2 separate regions of the Zea mays genome follow, and region 1 is linked to region 2. A link is a contact called in public Hi-C data. All regions are on one chromosome and are shown on one strand. The core of a region is the stretch at or near the end of the contact, and the rest is flanking DNA. Distances in the headings are between cores, read along the strand shown. Region 1 holds the start of LOC100280674 (cyclin-A2). Region 2 has its middle 76 kb from the start of LOC103640487.

Region 1 (5,916 bases), core at 2,791-5,290, 77 kb before region 2:
GAGAGATGGATGAAAATAGAGACAGTTTCACTGATAAAAGTGGAAAAAGGAAGGTATATTAGGAAATGAAATGCGCATTGAGAAGCTAGAATCACAACCGTTCTGGAATAAAATTTATATCCTGTAGCATCAACTATTTTAGGACCAAGTAACTGAAGTAAGAAAGTATGCAACAAATAAATTTGTCATGGCAAATATGCCATCTCATTACATGTCTCCGTAAGGCAATAATAGCAGGACGTAATTGCCTCAGAATCTCAATGCAATTACTCATTTGCTACAGCTGCACAGTTGCTATTGTAGGACTATCTTTCACGGCTTGTCCGTTCAAATCTTATATTTTAAATTTCACTCTGCTAGGTTATCTTCAGCAAAAACGTATAAAATAAAGGATTTACAGAATTTATAGAGTGAACTTTCAAATAGGGAGAGATGTGATAGGAGAGCTGCTAGAGAGAGACACTAAACCATGCAGTCTACAGTGTAAAACAGTCTTTTGCACAGCTATATGCACGATCTGCTAGCCATATAGCCTAAGTAAACGAGAAGCAAGCTTTCAGGGCTCATACACAATGCAAGTGACAATACAGATCATTGAAACCTCATGAAAGCAGCACCTTCACTTCACTGAGGCATGAAGCAAGTTGTGCAAACTTTTGTTATGTTGACAGGGAACACGCTTCAGGCATGCAGCCAACGGCCCAAGACACTGCTCCAAATGTATTTCCAAAATGGTAATTTGCCAGCTTGGGCAAAACCAGCGTACGCAATATTATCAGAACAAATATATGTTGGCACGATGGCATCAGAAGGGTAAGCAGGTAGTTGGGCTGCATGCAGCAAACAAACGTCCGCGTTCCACACCTGAGATTCTGAGACCAGCATCTTGTCCACTTGCCATGTTTCAGGGGTTACCTGAACTACCGATCTGTGATGTCAGTGCTCACATTTAATATCGCCATGGAATCAAATTATGAGTACCAACAAATCTCTAGCCATGGTTCAAAAGATGCTCCAACCATAGGTTATCTACATGTGTTAATGATTAGGGATTAGCAATGATCGGTTTGGTTTAGACAATAGTTGCAACAAATAGGCAACCATATATTATATTTTACCACTGTCCAAAATAAGCATAATACTGAAATTGTTCTAGTTGTACAAGTCCCTTTAGGTATATCACACACTTGACAGGTACTACTACCTCCGCCCCCAAATCGAATGCAATTCTAGGCACATTCTTTGTTAAAGTACCTAAAGTTTGACCAAATATGTACTATATATAGTTGAAAAAATGTTTATGGCACCAAATAGGTATGCTATGGAAATATATACCACGGCAAATCTAATGAATATTGATATTTTTTATATATATAATTAGTGAAACTCAAGATACTTTAACTTGGTACTATGCTAGAATTGCATTCTTTTTTGGATGGATGGAGTAACAGAATTTGTTACTGAGATCAATCAGACGGAAAGGTCTAACGTATCAAACATTACATTGTGGGCAACAGACCAAGGCAAGATGTGACTAGGATATCATACAAAGAATACAATTCACAAAACAAGAGAATGCCTGGCCTCACTACTAGTAACTCAGCTGCGATTCCTAAAGAACCTCACTTAAATAGCTTTTGGAACCCTACTTAACTGAGAAGAAGCTCATAACACAGTTATTCTCCCGTCCCTAAGAGCTCAAGGAGAGCTCAGATTGTTAGCCTCACAGTGGTGCAGTCCAAGAGCAGCTACTCAGCTAAGTCTTCAAAGTATGAAGTAGGGACCACAACAGGGGGAAGAAGCGTTGACACACATTTGAACTGTTCCAAATGATTGCAGGGTTAGCATCATAGTGCCATTACGACATTAACATTCATATATAAGGAAGACCACTAGACTTTAGGAGGTGTGTATACCTTGTGTTGCTTGTACTTGTCTCGAATTGCCGTTAATGATGGAAATTTCCTGTTGAGCTGCAAGTCACGTATGGCTACGATGCAATCCTTGAGTTCAGAAACTTTGTAGCCTGTCGTCTTCTGCAGCTTCATGTTCTATAATAATTACATATAAAAATGCAGGATAAATGAGCTTTGAGAAACAGGGCGGTCCTTTGCATGCATCAATAAGATCCTTCGGTTCCTTACCCAAGGATTGGCATTTGGATCAATGGTCAGCCTAGCAACGAACATAACTGAAGCAGCAACTACTGATGGCAAGAATCGGAGACAGCCATAATCCAGTAGACTCAACTCAGCCAGGTAGCTCCCCAAGAATTCCATTAACAAGATGGAGCGCTGCAACAGGGATGCAAAAAAAAACATCAGACATCAATGCACGTTGAAAGAAGAGAGAACAGTTAGAATTGGATACCATAAATAAGAATGGGTTAGCAACCTTCTTGTCTTCATGGGCAGATCTTGTGAACCGCCTGAAATCAGCAAAACAAAAGAGATATGTGGTAGCAGATAACCCATTAGCCAACACTGTCAAATGGAAATAAGCAATTACATGAAATTATGAACTTGTGGGTCAGTGAGCGTGCCACCTCAGGAAGGTCTTAATGGTAGGATTGCCCAACTCGAACTTGAGAAGCTTGAGTATATCGCTCTCCATCTTGAGGAGCTCCTCTTTGGTGTAGGTGTTGTCTGTGATGTAGCAAAAGTCCTCCGGGTGCGGCGGGCTGATCTCCTCATACTTCCTGTGAGCGCCGGACCCAAATCAATCCCCAATTGTGCAATGCCCTAGAATTAGAAGCAAATGACACAATGCGGATGGCAAGTGGCACTTACGCAGCAATGAGCATGGAGGCGACGCCAAGGAGCTGCAGCTTGTCGCGGCCGAGCGCATTGACGGAGAGGAAGCGATCCACATAGGAGATGGCGAGGTACAGGGTGTCGGCGACGAGCTTATACTCCTCGGCGACCTCGACCAGCCAGTCGACGAGGATGCCGCGCATGTGCGCCGTAACGTCCGCCTGCACCGCCTCGATGTAATCGGGTCTGGACCGCCGCTGCGGCTCCACCTGCACCCGCAGCCCCAAATCCGTAGCAAGCCAGCGTCAGATCGGCGCAGATGTCGAATCCGCGGAGATGCCAGGGGTTGGAGAAGAACGGAGCTGAGTACCTCCAGGGAGCGGAGGTAGGTGTAGATGTCGGAGGCGTAGGACCCGCAGAGCTGGGGGTCGGCGGGCGCCCCGGCGGCGGCGGCGCGCGGCGGCGAGGAGGAAGCGCAGGAGTCGGCGTAGGCGGTGGCGCGCGGCGCGGGGTTGGAGACGGAGTTAGACTCGGCGTCGGCGTCGGCGGTGCGCGGCGGGGAGGACGCGCAGCGCTCGGCCTCGTGGGCGGAGGAGGGCCCGCGGGCCTCCGGCGCAACATTCCTCGCGTGCCTCCCGGGCCTGGACGCAGGCTTCGAGGGCTTGACGGGGCAGGACGGCGCGCGGAGGCCGGCGTTGTTGGCGAGCGCCGGGAGCTCCCCGAGCGCCACCCGCCGCCGCTTGGCGTCGCCCGGACCCTCCGCCGCCGCCGCCGCCGCCGCAGCTCGCTTGGCCGCGGCCCGCGTGAGCCGGGGCGCCGCCGCGCCCCGGGCCCCCAAGGGAGGTGCGTTCTCCTTGTCCCCCATCGTCGGCCTCGTCAGCTGCGGGAGAGGGGGAAGCGGAAGCGGAGGCGCGGGGTCCTAGGGTTTCGGCTCAGGTCTATCTAGGCTGGACGGGGAAATGGGGAGCAAATCGAGGCGGTTAAGTAGCGTTGCAGCGGAGGAGAGATGGTGCGCGGTGCGGAGGAGATAGGCCGCCAAAACGCGATTTCAAAATGAGGAGAAGGAGGGGGAAGCGGCGGTTCTCGCTCGGGTCTCCGGCGGGAGAGGCGCCTCTGCCCCCGCTCTGGCTTGATGCGAAATGCGGAGGCGCGGTGGTACGGCGGAGGGCGGAGGGGACCAGTTTTTTTTTCTTTTCCTTCGCGGCCCCTGGGATTAAAATTTTGTGTGTGGTGGGGGGGGGGGGGGGGGGGGGGGGAGGGGACCGAGAGCATCTGACAGCCCTGACGGTGGTCTGTCAATGTGTGCCAGTGTGTGATTAGGCGGGACGGCTAGCGAAAAAATATTTCCGAAAATCCGAGGCGCGGGCCACCACAATGTCCTGCCACTTTGGCCTTTTGGGAGCCCACGTGGCCCAGCGGGCGGTAGGAGCCCGTACGCCTCGCCCGGTCGCCGGCGCACGAGCAGTCCGGCCGAGCACGAACAGGAGCAGAGCAGCTGGCGGAAAAAAATTTGGTGCAGCACTGCTGCAAATCAGAGTGTTTGCAGCTTCTCACAAAAAAGAGGATAGACCCCACCCGCAGCAACAAAAATGTTATCTGGTGGATCTGCAGGTGGGGTCCATCCACCTTTTTGTGAGAGGCTGCAAACCACTCTGGTTTGCAGCAGTGCTGCACCAAATTTTTTTCCCAGCTGGCAACGTTCCCCGTGGGCTCGAGGCTACCTGGCCACCAGCCTGGGCCCTAGCGCCTCCCTGACGAGAGGACCAGTGCTTCGGCCTCGTAATTCTTCATCTATCTAAGATACTTTAGTTGTCTGATCAAGATAGATGTAACAGCAACAATCCAATTAACCTTTAACCCATATTTCTTTTTTCATATTTATTTTTTCCCCAAACACAATAGTAAACTTGTGTAGACACAATTCTCGCTCTCATAAACAGCGTTACACACTCTCGCTGTGCCTCCACAGCACATACTCAATTATTACGTCATAACTCAAACAAATCTCCTTCTTGCATAGCAATTTTCCTACATTTTTTTCATGCCATAAAAATATCCTTAACTACATGCAGGTCATAAGTAAGTCATAAAAGGATCTTCAAAGTTCAATGCTCAAAGTTACATGATCAAACATCAAGCTCGCCGACCACTCCGATGGCTCGGGGCTAGACCACTACCTGCCCCATCGAGTCACTACTTTGACAGCTCGGGGGCTGGGCTGCTGCCCGCCTCACCGGCCTTGCCGAGTCACTACTTTGACAGCTTGGGGCCTAGGCTGTTGCCCGCCTCATCGAGTCACTACTTCGATAGCTCGGGGGCTAGGTTGCTGCCCACCTCGTCGAGTCACTATTTCGATAATTCGGGAGCTAGGTCTTCACCCGCCTCGCCAAGTGATGCGAAGACATCGTTGCTCGGTGGGGATCTCCATCGTGCCCTCATACCCTCACGCCGATAGCTCTACCTATCCTCTTTCTCGCTTGTGCCCTTGCGCTAGACCAACCCCCACATCCCTAGTGAGATAAGGGGATGAGGATAGTGGAGAGGCTTGTAGATTGGAAGCTTGACTGCAGAATCTAGAGAGAGGAGACTAGCTGGTCGAGAGCAGGATAGAGAGGACATATATAAAATATGGAGAGAGAAGAACAAGTGAGAGAGATATGAGCATGTGTTCAAAATAAACTTCGGATCCGGTAATGAGGGAATCATAACGGGTTGGCAATAGAACCCAATGGTGATACATAGTATAGTGGTAGGTTGTATTCTAGCTAGTAGGGATAAATAGTTCTAAAATCTGACAACGATGTCCTTTTTATTTATAAAGCGACGGTGATATATCTTTCACTATTTAGTCTTAAACTATCTATGAGTGCTGAGCCGATTAGGACAATAGTTTCCCAATAGTACGTGCATAAACTCTATTCATAAGCGAGGACAACATGTTCTTACTCCTTTTGTCACAAACCTTTAAGCCACTTTGAACTTTCTTACAAAGTTAAAGAATCTCGGGTTTGGCTAAATGAATATAATAAAATAAGATATTTATGATACAGTTTTGTTTAGGATCGTTTCAGCTTCATAAAATCTAGTAAAATTGATGAAGGAGATAATTAGGAGCTTTAGATTACCGTGAAGCTGAAGTCGTAAACTTGTAGATGACATTTAC
Region 2 (6,251 bases), core at 494-2,993:
GCTCACAAAATATCATAGCTCAACAAGTTGTGGGGAATAATGTGCATGAACTCACCAAAGGTGGGAGCTCATGTGAAGTGTAAGGCTGATCAACAAATAATGGTTAAAGTTGAGCATTGCTTTTAATAAGTTGGTCAAATTTTATTAGCAGTTACTAAGTATAAGTAAATACCAACCAAAATAATGAGAGATCACAATTAATAAATAAACCACAATGTGATGCAAATGACCAATAAAATTTAATTCCATAAGTTACTCATGTGAGGGTTCGAGCCGCTCATGACCGTGAGCACGACTGATATACCAGTTTTACACTCTGCAGAGGTTGCACATCTTTACCCACAAGTCGTGTTACCCATTTTCCATGGGGTTGATCGGACCCCATACACCTCTACCAAGGAAGTGAGGCAGGGCAACACTATGAGGCCTTTACAAAGTTCCACTAGCTTTAGAAAACCCACTATAGTTTCTAGGGAGCACAGTATAGGAATCCCCCGTCTGAAAAGCCATCACATCAAAATCAACCCGAGAACCTCCCTATACAAACCACTCCCCTACTGCCCTTGCCCCTTTCAGGTAAGGTAGTTCTCCACTAGCTTTCCTAATTAGTCAGTCAAGGGCGTCTCATACCACCCTTGTGGTAGCACTGTTTTCCCAGGTGGTCGCTCCATGTTCCAATTAACATAATGATCTTGTCATGAACAGTAAATAACACATTTGTAATAAAAGCATGACCATGAATAATGTGTATCTTAACACCCAAAACCACATAAATCAATAGCAGGTACTTCCCAAAAGTTCAGTGGTAAACAAGGTATTGCCAAACTGGGGTGACCTATTGGGTCTCATCAAAATTAACCTATGCAGATCATAATGATTAACATGAACATTATTGGGTAAATAGAAAGTGATCAAGGGCACAACTTCCCTTCAACGGTCTCCTGCTCAGTATTTTCCACCTGCTAGGCACCTAGGTCCTCAGTGGCTTACTCGTATACTCGCAACAATACAAAGAAACATGGTACATGAGAAATTAACATTACACCAAACATGAGTACCTACTACATATTAATATTTCATGCATCGTAATGAGATCGTAAGTTCAAGAATCGCTAAATTCGAAGTTACGGTTAAAGAGTTATGATTTTCCGAAGTTTTAAGTGTTTGATATAGAATAAATTAAGTGGATGATTTTAGTCTCTGTTTCATGATAAAACAGAGTTACCAAGTGATAAACAATATTAATTAAAAATTAATGCAACTGGAATGGATTAAAAAGGAATTAAAATGGATTACTTATGGATTAAACAAGTCCTAGAAGTATTTTTATACTAGAAAATCACTTTCTTTATTATTATATCCCATTTTATTTCCTAACTGGACTGCACACAATAATCTAGAGTTCTACAGGGTTTAATCTGCAAAATTCGGGGCCTCTGCGTAATGATCTTGTCACAGACCTAGACTACGGATTTTTAAACAAGAAACGTAGGGTCTCTTTTGCTAATATGTCAGAACGAAAGGGTATATGTTGTTCTGAGCCGCCCGATCAATAATCTACGCGCCAGATTAGAACCACGCTCACACTAAAGTGACACGCGAGGGAAGCCATCGGATTCTAATCCAATGGCGCAGGCTTTAAATATTGAGATCGTTCTGCATCCACTGGATCAAGATCGGACGCACCAGACTGATCCAGCTGAAACGGTATGCTCGGTTTAATCACAGTCGTCCCTGCACGAACCAACGACGTAGATGCAACAACCACCCCAAATACATGGATTCAATCAACGCCGTTCAAAGAGCATCCAACGTCTGAAACCTATTCTTCCTCCCTAGGTCAGAGCAGGGCGACGAGCCTCGCCCCTCGCGGTGGAGCTCCCACCGACGAACTACGGATCGGTTCCCTAGTGCCCCAAAATCATAACAGATGGATCCTACGCAGGGCGGAGGCGAGCGCAAAACCAGTGGAGAGGTCCTTACTCGCTATGTCGGTGAGGGTGGAGCTGCCCGCCACGATGCACGCGGCGGTGATCTTCCCGGCCAACTGACATGGAATTCCACGCGTCCCGAAGACTCCTGATTCACCCTAAGGGCACGGACGGCTTTCCTATGCCCAGGTGATTCTGCTTGGCGGTGCGTCGAAGACGGGGGCGTTGGCATAGATGAGATTCACCGGCGGCAGCTTTCCTCTATTAATGGCGCTCGGCGGCGATGTCTTTTGGGCTCTTAGTGCGACGGCGGAAGGGGATCATCTGCAGGAGCGGCAGGGGTGTCCGCTTTTGTAGCCGAGGTGGGATGGTGGTTGCGTCGCCAGCTGGCCCCCACGAGGATTTCGGCCAGGGCCGGTCCGTCGCCAGCGCGCTCCCGGTGATAGGAAGATCTATAGTGGCCTCGGGTCTATGCGTCATTAGCGTAGGAGGAGTGAGACCGACGAGTGGGTCTGAGTTGTCGGCACACGACGCCGAGTGCACTTAAGCGCCTGACCAGTGGGCCCGCATTTCAGTCAGCGCAGACAGCACCGGGTGGTGCGCGCGCACAGGATGACGCCGGGTCGTGGCTTTGGATGGGCCGAGATGGGAGGATTTGCGCGCGAGTTGGGCCGTGGGCAAAGGGAGCGGCCCAGCGCGGGTTTTTTCGTTTTCTTTTTCTTTTACTCATTTTCTGTTTTATAATATTATTTATAATTTTAATTCAAATTTAAGTTATGGTTCATTTATTTAAATAAAATGCATCACATAAAAATATCAGCATGAATGCACCTTTAATTTGTTCAATTTGATCTCTTTATTTACATATGCAAAAGAGAAAAGAGGGTAATTAGTCACATGGGTTCCCAAAAATTCCAAGGCTCTTGTCATAAATAGAAGTTTTATTCCATACAAATTTTGGGCTTTACAAATCCTACCCCCCCTTAAAAGGAATCTCGACCTCGAGATTAAGATGAGCTAGGGAAAAAGTGGGGAAATTCTACTCGTAGTTCTTCTTCTTTCTCCCAGGTAGCTTCATCCTCTCTGCAATGACTCCATTGTACTTTGCACATCTTAATCACTTTATTGCTCGTAACATGAGTCAAGGTATCAAGGATCTTGATAGGGTACTCTATATAAGTCAGATCATCTTGAACACTAAGCTCCTCTATAGACAGTTGCTCTTCTGGTACCCTGAGGCACTTCTTCAACTGGGATACATGGAAGACATCATGTACATCCGCTAGATGGTCAGGTAGTTCCAGTTGGTAGGCAACTTCCCCACTCGCTTTAGGATCTTGAAGGGTCTAATAAAATGAGGGGACAACTTCCCTTTTACTTTAAACCTCCTCATACCCCGGATCGGTGACACCTTCAGATACAGGTGATCACCCTCCTTAAACTCCAACTGCCTTCTTCGGGTATCTACATAACTTTTCTGCCTTGACTACACAGTTCTCAAGTTCTCCCTTATCAATAGGACTTGTTCTTCTGCCTCTTGTATAATTTCTAGCCCAAAGAACTGCCTTTCACCAGTTTGATCCCAATACAATGGTGGTCTACACTTTCTGCCATATAAAACTTCAAACAGGGACATCTTCAAACTGGTCTGGTAACTATTATTGTAAGAGAATTCTGCATAGGGAAAACTCTTATCCCAAATGCCACCATGTTTAAGAGCATAGGCTCTTAACATATCTTCTAGTACTTGGTTGGTTCTCTCGGTCTACCCATCAGTTTGGGGATGGTAGGCCGAGTTGAAATTCAACTTCGTGTCCAAGCACTCATGCAGCTTCTGCCAAAACCGAGAAGTGAACTGAGATCCTCGGTCAGACACGATCTTCTTAGGTACTCCATGTAGAAAAACTATTCGTTCCATGTACAACTCTGCTAGCCTGGCATCCGAATATGTGGTCTTCACTGGGATAAAGTGGGCCACCTTAGTTAGTCTGTCCACAATTACCCAAATAGAGTCATACCCAGTAGATGTGTGGGGTAGACCCACGATGAAGTCCATACCGATTTCTTCCCACTTCCATTCAGGTATCTTAAGAGGGTGTAGCAAACCGACAGGTATCTGATGTTCAGCTTTCACCCTCTAGCAAACATCACACAATGCTACATGTGAAGCAACATCTCTCTTTAGACCATTCCACCAATACTTCTGCTTCAGATCCTGGTACATCTTGGTACTACTAGGATGGATGGAGTAGGCTGAGTCATGAGCTTCCTTCAATATGGTCTCATGGAGAATGTCTATCTTAGGAACACATATCCTGTTCTTGAACCAGATTGTGCCTTGATCATCCTCTATGAAGTCCGAACCTCTGCCCTCTACCATAGATCTCTGATCTCTTGAATCTTGGCATCACCAACCTGACCTTTACGTATTTCTTGTTCTAAGGTAGGTTCCACGTCTATGGTAACTCCTTCTGTGTGAGCAATTATTCCCAGGTTGAGCTTTTCAAAATCTTCTGCTAACTCATCAGGTAGATGGGTAACTATAACTGCATGAACATGCTCCTTCCGACTCAAGACATCTGCAACTAGATTCGCCTTGCCTAGATGATAGTGAATCTCCAAGTCATGATCTTTGATGAGCTCCAACCAACGATGTTGCCTAAGGTTGAGATCTTTCTGAGTGAAGATATACTTAAAGCTCTTGTGATCAGTATAAACTTGGCACTTAGTCCCCATTATATAATGCCTCCAAATCTTGAGAGCATGCACTACGGCTGTCAGCTCTAAGTCATGAGTGGGGTAGTTCAACTCATGTTTCCACAACTAGCGAGACACATAGGCAAAGATGTGTCCTTCTTGTATAAGAAAACATCCCAAGCCCTAGCGGCACGCATCACAATATATATCAAATCCCTTCTACAAATCTGGCATAACCAACACTAGGGGTGACATCAATCTAAACTTCAGTTGATTGAAACTCTCTTGACATTCATGAGTCCACTTAAACTCTTTCCCTTCTCCAATAGTGAGGTCATAGCCTTCGCTATCTTGGAGAATCCCTCAATAAAATGTCAGTAATACCCTACGAGTCCCAGGAAACTCAGGATCTCAGTAATCGAACTCAATATCTTCCATCCTACTATCTCTCTCACTTTAGCCGGATCCACTGAGATTCCTCCATTGGAGATGATGTGTCCAAGAAATGGTACTTCGTCAAGCTAGAACTCACACTTGCTATACTTAGCATAGAGTGATTATCCCTTAACATCTGTAGTACCAATCGCAGATGTTCCTCATGATCACTATCATTCTTGGAATAAATCAGAATGTCATCAATGAATACCACGACGAACTTATCAAGATACTCCATAAACACATTGTTCATTAGATTCATGAAGTAGGCTGGTGCATTAGTTGTAACACCCCTGGTGTTTCTGTAACTAAAACTTGAGCATGGCATCATAAACATTGGCATTGCATATGTTTGACACACCTAGAGTGCATTCACTAGGTAAAAATTTCAAACAAGTTGTATTGTTATAGCATTCTGCAAATAGAACCCTGGATAGGGAGCTCAACCTTAAATAGGGATTAAAGGGGTAAGACATAACCCAAATTGAGAAAACCTAAAAGCCTTAGGGGAATAGTCATAAAATGTTCCCAAAAATGAACTTGAATCACATTTATACCCCTGAGATACCAAAAACCCCCATTGGAACCCTGGAAAACCCTAAATCCAAACCCTAGGGGCCTATGTGCAAAAACAGTGCATATTTGGACTAAAGTGTAAAAACTACAATGTTAAAGCATATAAAGTCATTTGGTTCACAAATGTGTGGATTTTTAAGTCAAATCTTGGATTTTGGACTTAATTGCAAAATAGACCTCAATTGAGTTCTATACTAAGTCTGAATTTCAGGGTGTAAGCTCAACTTTGGAGCTTTGTATCTTTTAAACTCTAGGGTTTTTGCCCTAGGCTACCACATCAAAGTTATAGACCTAACCTAGAAGAACAACTTTGCTTAAGAGTGTGAGCATAGTTGTTATGAAGAATTCTGAGATAAATGTGCCTGAAGTTGGACTGTCAGACTGCTAAAGGTCTGAAATCAGACTAACAGTGAACTGACATCAACTTCAAGCCCAATTTCGAGTATGATCTAATGGCTTTTTGTAGCAACACCATATAGCAATGTTGTAGATCGCATATTGCTCTACAACTTTGCTGCAGAGCTTGGCATGAGTGGTCATTGGAAATCGAGAGAAAACTTGGCTCCAAGTTTGTCTGTCAGGCTATCTGAAGGAGCTCTCCCATGGTACAGT

Evidence for each region. A called contact is a pair of places that touch in the nucleus more often than the background predicts.
Region 1: a Hi-C map of bundle sheath shows a contact between it and region 2, with 4 times the contacts expected there. The contact joins the promoter of LOC100280674 here to the enhancer-like site in region 2. A contact is called at or near these places in 5 of 25 Hi-C or Micro-C datasets (bundle sheath, ear, endosperm and 2 more).

What each region holds. Positions count from the first base shown.
Region 1 is chr1:165,415,584-165,421,499 of Zm-B73-REFERENCE-NAM-5.0, reverse strand. It overlaps LOC100280674 (cyclin-A2), which reads right to left and starts at 4,040. Exons shown (of 7, transcript NM_001408116.1): 1 at 3,124-4,040; 2 at 2,790-3,022; 3 at 2,546-2,698; 4 at 2,371-2,428; 5 at 2,145-2,294; 6 at 1,917-2,051; 7 at 1,395-1,820. The coding sequence starts at 3,618. The coding sequence ends at 1,749.
Region 2 is chr1:165,336,048-165,342,298 of Zm-B73-REFERENCE-NAM-5.0, reverse strand. No RefSeq gene overlaps it. Among protein-coding and RNA genes, the nearest start is that of LOC103640487, 76 kb to the left of the region's middle. Within about 2 kb of position 1,743, at least 18 of the 20 cell types and tissues checked have an H3K27ac peak or open chromatin away from gene starts, as enhancers often do. A contact at or near this core is called in bundle sheath, ear, leaf and 1 more, where this site is marked.